2 separate regions of the Sus scrofa genome follow, and region 1 is linked to region 2. Evidence: chromatin contacts called from public Hi-C data. All regions are on one chromosome and are shown on one strand. The core of a region is the stretch at or near the end of the contact, and the rest is flanking DNA. Distances in the headings are between cores, read along the strand shown. Region 1 holds the start of MAP2K7 (dual specificity mitogen-activated protein kinase kinase 7). Region 2 holds the start of ELAVL1 (ELAV like RNA binding protein 1).

Region 1 (2,700 bases), core at 47-2,546, 100 kb before region 2:
CTGCTGTGGAGGGTACATTTTCCTGAGGACAGGCGGGGACTTGGATCTTCAAATGTTCCCTAAGTGGGAGTTCCTGTGGTGGCGCAGTGGTAACGAACCCGACTAGTATCCATTAGGACGCAGGTTCCATCCCTGGCCTCGCTCAGTGGGTTAATGGATCTGGTGTTGCTGTGGCTGTGGCATAGGCCGGCAGCTATAACTCCGATTAGACCTCTGGCCTGGGAACTTCCATATGCAGGTGCACCCTAAAAAGTCAAAAAAGAGTTCCCTCTGTGAAGCAGGGTATGCTGTTGGGTGCTTAATAAATAATACTAATTATGAGAACTATAACTCCGATCTCTTGTGTCCACTCCTCTCTAAGCCTTTGGTTTCACCAGACCAAGTACAGGCAAGTGGTGACAGACATGTGCCAGAATCAAGGGTATATGTTTTTCTGTACTGGTAGCAGAGGCAGAGAGAGCTCTGCTAACTAGAAAAAAATCAGTGGCATCCTTTGCCTAGCTTTTTTCCCTGGAGAACTGCTCTTCCTTTACCTTCCCTGTTATTCCCCTGGCTCCATAGATTTGGATCTGGTCCACCCAAAAGTTGTCACCAGAGGAGTCCTTAAAAGCCTTTAAAGCCCATCACAGTGTTCCTGTGCCGGAGCCAGCAGGGCAATGACACAGCCTGACCAACCCTGGCCTCCTGAGATCGCCACCTCCGTGGAGTCTGCAAAATGCGAGCCTCCTCCTGGCACCAGGGAGAAGAGGCAAGCTCTCCAGCGGGACCTGGGGTTCCAGATGGGGACATTTCCCCAGCACTCTTCAGATCAGTTAAAGGCACAAAGGCGCCTGGCAGACGCATCTAGCCTCAGGGCCTATTTTCTGCATTGTCCAGGATGGAGGCAGAGTGAATGAAGGAAGCCTTAAAATGTCCCACAGAAGTCTGATTTGGTACTCTCTGCCCTTGTCCTTGGCTCCCGTTGCAGAGATCAGGAGTCACGCTGCTGGATTCCCAGGGCCCCGACAGTAGCCTGAGCCTTACTCCGCCCCTCCTGCAAGCCCTCGGCCAACCCTGAGCCTGTTGAAATGGAAAGGGCTTCCCACGGCTGCCTAATTATGGTAAGGAGGCAGCAATTAAGTATAACAGGGATCCCAATGAAGTACTGTCCAAGACAAGAAAGGCGGTTCTGAGAGGGTGCGGGTGCCAGCGAGGGCCGCGCAGGGAAGGGAAAGAAGGATTAGGACACACCCCGGGCGACCACCCGGGACAGAGGCCAGGAACAGAGCCAAGGCTACGCATGCGCAGCAGCTGCCACACGCAAGACCTCCTCTCCCCCTCTGTACGCTTGCGCGCGGCTTTCTCCGCCCACCGCTCTTTGCGGAATGTGTAAGTGGGTTTCCACACAGCGCCTCTAGCCGGAGCGCACGGGAATTCGCGCGTGCGTATCACTTGGCGAGGACTTGCACGTTGCCAGCCGCGAGCTCTAGGTGGCGGCATCCCTCCGGCTAGGACGAAGCACGCAAGCGCGGAGGTTCGCACGAGGGGAGGGCGGGTGCACACCGCGGGCATGCGCCGTGCGGAGCGAGACGGCGGCTCGGCGGGGTCAACCGAGCGCAGGCGCAGTGCGGTGTTTGTCTGCCGGACTGACGGGTGGCCGGGCGGTGCGCGGTGGCGGCGGCGGGGAAGATGGCGGCGTCCTCCCTGGAGCAGAAGCTGTCCCGCCTGGAGGCAAAGCTGAAGCAGGAGAACCGCGAGGCCCGGCGGAGGATTGACCTCAACCTGGATATCAGCCCCCAGCGGCCCAGGCCCAGTAAGCAGGGCGGCGTGGGGGAGGGGGCGGGCGGGGCGGGGCGCGCGCCGCGGGAGGCCCCGCCCCCGCCGCCAGGCCCCGCCCCCGCTTCCGGGGCGCTCTTGCTCCTCCTCCTTTCCGCCCCACTCCCCGCTGTCTGCTCGCCGGGAGAGGGTCACGTTGACCCAGGGGCATGGGGTTGGCGAGCTCCCGGGCATTACTCCCCCTGTCTGGGGAGTTTCCCCTTATGGGGCCTGGGAGCCTAGCTGCCCGGCTCCAGGCGAAGACCCCCCACCTGATGACCCGTTCCCGTCACCGTGATCCTCGGAGCCTCATTCACCTATTCTAAGCCGAGCTCCTCCTACTCCCTGCTACCGTGACCACATCTAGCTCCTCCGCAAACGTGTACACAACCCTTTTCACCACCTGATTCCACTCCCGCATGTCAGTGACTGTGTCAAGAGGTCCCCTCCCCTCGTCCAGCACCTAGGTCCTTGAGTTAACACACACACCCACACCTGGCCTGGGGACACCTAAAGTCAGTTGACCACATATAATCACCGCTTGTTTCTCTGATCAGATGATTCTCCCACTTCCTCCTTGTGACTCTGTCAGTAGCTCTCTCTTTTGCACTCTGGGATCTTGTCATTAGGCTCAGCAGACCCCCTCCCACATGCAGCCTACCCCCAGTCTACACCGCCCTTCCTCATACTTCTCTGAGTGGTTTCACTGTCACCATCTTGGTGACTGTTTCCAGCTCCTCCAGAAATACACACCCAACTCACACGCGTAGTAGTTTTGTCACCTTGAATTAAGTGACTTCCTTTCCCACACCCACCCAGCCCAGGGACAGATGAGGCCACTGTCCCATGATCTCAGTGCCTGCCTCCCTGGCATCGTGTCATCTGAAATCAAGAGCTGACCCCCAA
Region 2 (2,700 bases), core at 98-2,597:
TTAATATCTGTACAGCAATATTCTCATCCGTCCTGTTTCATAGATAAGAAAACGAAGGCTCCCACAGCTGAATCTGTTCAACGTTTTGGGAGCCTTCCGTTCCAAGGCATCAGAGATGGGGCTAAGGGAACTTTTAGGGTAATATCATTTAGTCCAGTGGTGGTTCTCACATGTGTAAGCGCGCGCGCGCGCGTGTGTGTGTGTGTGTGTGTGTGTGTGAGATACTTTCAGCAACATCTGAAGATATTTTTGATCTTCACAACTAGGGGACATGGATGCTGCTGGCGTCTCGTGGGTAGAGGCCAGGGATGCTACTCAGCATCCTACCATACACAGAACAGCCCTCCCCCACAAACCAAAAATGATCAGATCCCAAATGTCAGTAGCGCCAAGGTTGAAAACCCTTGAATCCTCCTCCCCATCGTCCCACTTCTGGACATTGGTTCTCAGGATTCCACAGGAATACTTTCAGTAAAGGGGAGGGGGCTCTGTTCCTCCAGGGGCAGGGCCTGCAGAAGTTCTTCCCCACATGCCCTACAAACAGTAGGTATTAGAACCCATTTTAATAAGCCTAGCAGCGGAGGACGCCGGAAAAGGAAGAACATCCATCCTCCATTGTTCAACTGCGTGCAGTTTATGTTTTACACACACACACAATTTTACAAACCCAAACGTCCCACGCCTCAAAAACAGCTTTGTTAGAGATGGCGTCCATAAATATATATTTTTCTTCGACCCTCATACATAGTGAAGGGTTTGCACACTTCTAAAAGGACCTCAGATCGGCCGCGGTCCTCTGACAACGACCACAAAAGAATGTATAGGATTTCCCCGGGGAGCGTGCCCGTGGGCCGTGACCTCTGCGCGCTGAAGGCGCTCACCCGACTCCCTCGTCTCTGGCTTCGCTCTCCCGCCCCCGGATAGCCGGCTTGCAAGACTACCCCGGCCCGGCCGTGGAGCCCGGCCGCCAGGCGCGTGCCCACGCCGCGTCCCCCTCTTTCGGCCCTCGCGGCGGCCAAGGAATCCGGCCCGGGGCCTGTCGCCGGCGCCCACAGCGGCCGGCCCTCGCCAGCTCGCCGAGGCCCGTGCGCGTCCCCTCCCAGCCCCGCGCGGCCTGGGCCTCGGCCGGTGCAGGCCCGCGAGCGCCCGCGGCCCGGCCAGGCGAGCTCAGGCCTGCCGCGGCCTACCCCGTCGAGCGCCGCCGAAGGCCCCCGCCTCACCTGGACGCGGGCGGGATGGCCCGGGGCTGCTCCGGGTCGGGCGGGCGGCGGCGGCGCGGCGCTAACGGCTCCGCTCGGCCTCGGTAGCGGTGGCGGCAGCGGCGGCGACGGCGACGGCGGCGGCGGCTCCTCCTCAGCGCGCACGACCCGCTCCGGCCCGCGGCCCGGACACGCCCCCCCGACGCGCGCACCCATTGGCCAGCGTCCGCCACTGCGCGCTTCTCGTTGGCCGGCGTTGCTGTCGCGGCGCCCCGGGGCGCGCGGCGGAGGCGGGACTTCCGGCTGGCGCCGCCTGAGAAGGGCTCGGCGGCAGGCAGAGACGCGGGTGGCCGGCGATGGCCGCGGAGGGGGCCAGTTGGGGCTTGGCCCACGGCGGCCGACGGAAGGCGGTGACCGAAGAGCCGCGCCCTTTATCGGGGGCATTTTGTGTGTCTCGAGCCTATGTGTCCCACCGCCGCCGCGGCCACCGTTACCACCCTACAAGGTAGGAGCGGTCAGTGCACCAGGACTGTAAAGGCAGGACTCGGGTTCGAATCCTGGCCCCAGCGTTTCCGCACTACGTACCCTTGGGCAGGGGCTGACGTCACCTCGGCGGGCCTCAGTTTCCTTATCTGGTGTAATGAGTAGGCGGGGCATGGGATGCCGTCAGCGTTCCATCAGTGTTGCTTATCAGAGCTAGCAGTTTACCCCGATGCTCAGCCTAACACCCATTCATTAAAATTTAATTGAGTGCCTACTACGTGCCAGTCAATGTGTGCACAGTGAACTAGCCAAAATACCTGCCTCTATTTGGTTGACATTCTAGGCTGGCTCTGTCCAAGAGCGGTATAAGCGTACCACAAATGTTAGCCACATGAGTAATTTAACGTTTCTTATAGCCATGCTAGAGGGGGAAAAATAAAAAGAAACAGGAGATGTTAATTTTAATGATGTGTTTTATTGAACCCAATTTATGTCCAAAAAGCTGTTTCAACATGTAACCAATATAAAAAGTTCTGAGATCTTTTTATGTTTTTTTTTTTTTTTCCTTCTTTACGTGCTTTTGAAATCTGGTGTTTTTTTACACTCACAGCGCTTCTGAAGTTGGACTGGCTACGTTTCAAGGGCTCAACAGCGCAGTTGCCAGTGACTACTGTATGAGACCGTGCAGTGCTAGATGAGGAGGCAGAAAAGAAATCAAGTGGATTCCACACACAGTGGTGAAAAGTGGTAAGAGGAAAAGTAAATTGGACAGAGGGCATAGGTGAGGAATGTGGGGATTTCAGTTTGAAAGAGGACTGTTAGGAAGATTGAGACAATAGGATCTGCAGAAGGACCAGAAAGAGTCAAGAACACTGAAAAAATAATCATAGTGTAGTATAGTGTCATGTTTATCCAACAGAACTTTCTCCCATCATGGGCATGCCTTTTAATCAGCAGTGTCTCATTTAATAATCACCAGCTCCATGTGGCTTTTGGGCAGTTGACATGTGGCTGGTGG

The links. Hi-C and Micro-C count contacts between places; a contact is called where the count stands out from the background.
Region 1: a contact with region 2 is called in a Hi-C map of skeletal muscle, with 4 times the contacts expected there. The contact joins the promoter of MAP2K7 here to the promoter of ELAVL1 in region 2. A contact is called at or near these places in 3 of 5 promoter capture datasets (fetal liver, fetal skeletal muscle and liver), 15 of 47 Hi-C or Micro-C datasets (alveolar macrophages, blood, brain and 9 more) and 2 of 2 datasets of contacts at active chromatin or transcription factors (alveolar macrophages and skeletal muscle).

What each region holds. Positions count from the first base shown.
Region 1 is chr2:71,307,028-71,309,727 of Sscrofa11.1, reverse strand. MAP2K7 (dual specificity mitogen-activated protein kinase kinase 7) reads left to right here and starts at 1,296. Exons shown (of 11, transcript XM_003123197.5): 1 at 1,296-1,792. The coding sequence starts at 1,669. It also overlaps a transcript of LRRC8E not described here.
Region 2 is chr2:71,205,788-71,208,487 of Sscrofa11.1, reverse strand. It overlaps ELAVL1 (ELAV like RNA binding protein 1), which reads right to left and starts at 1,347. Exons shown (of 6, transcript NM_001195334.1): 1 at 1,221-1,347. It also overlaps a transcript of CCL25 not described here.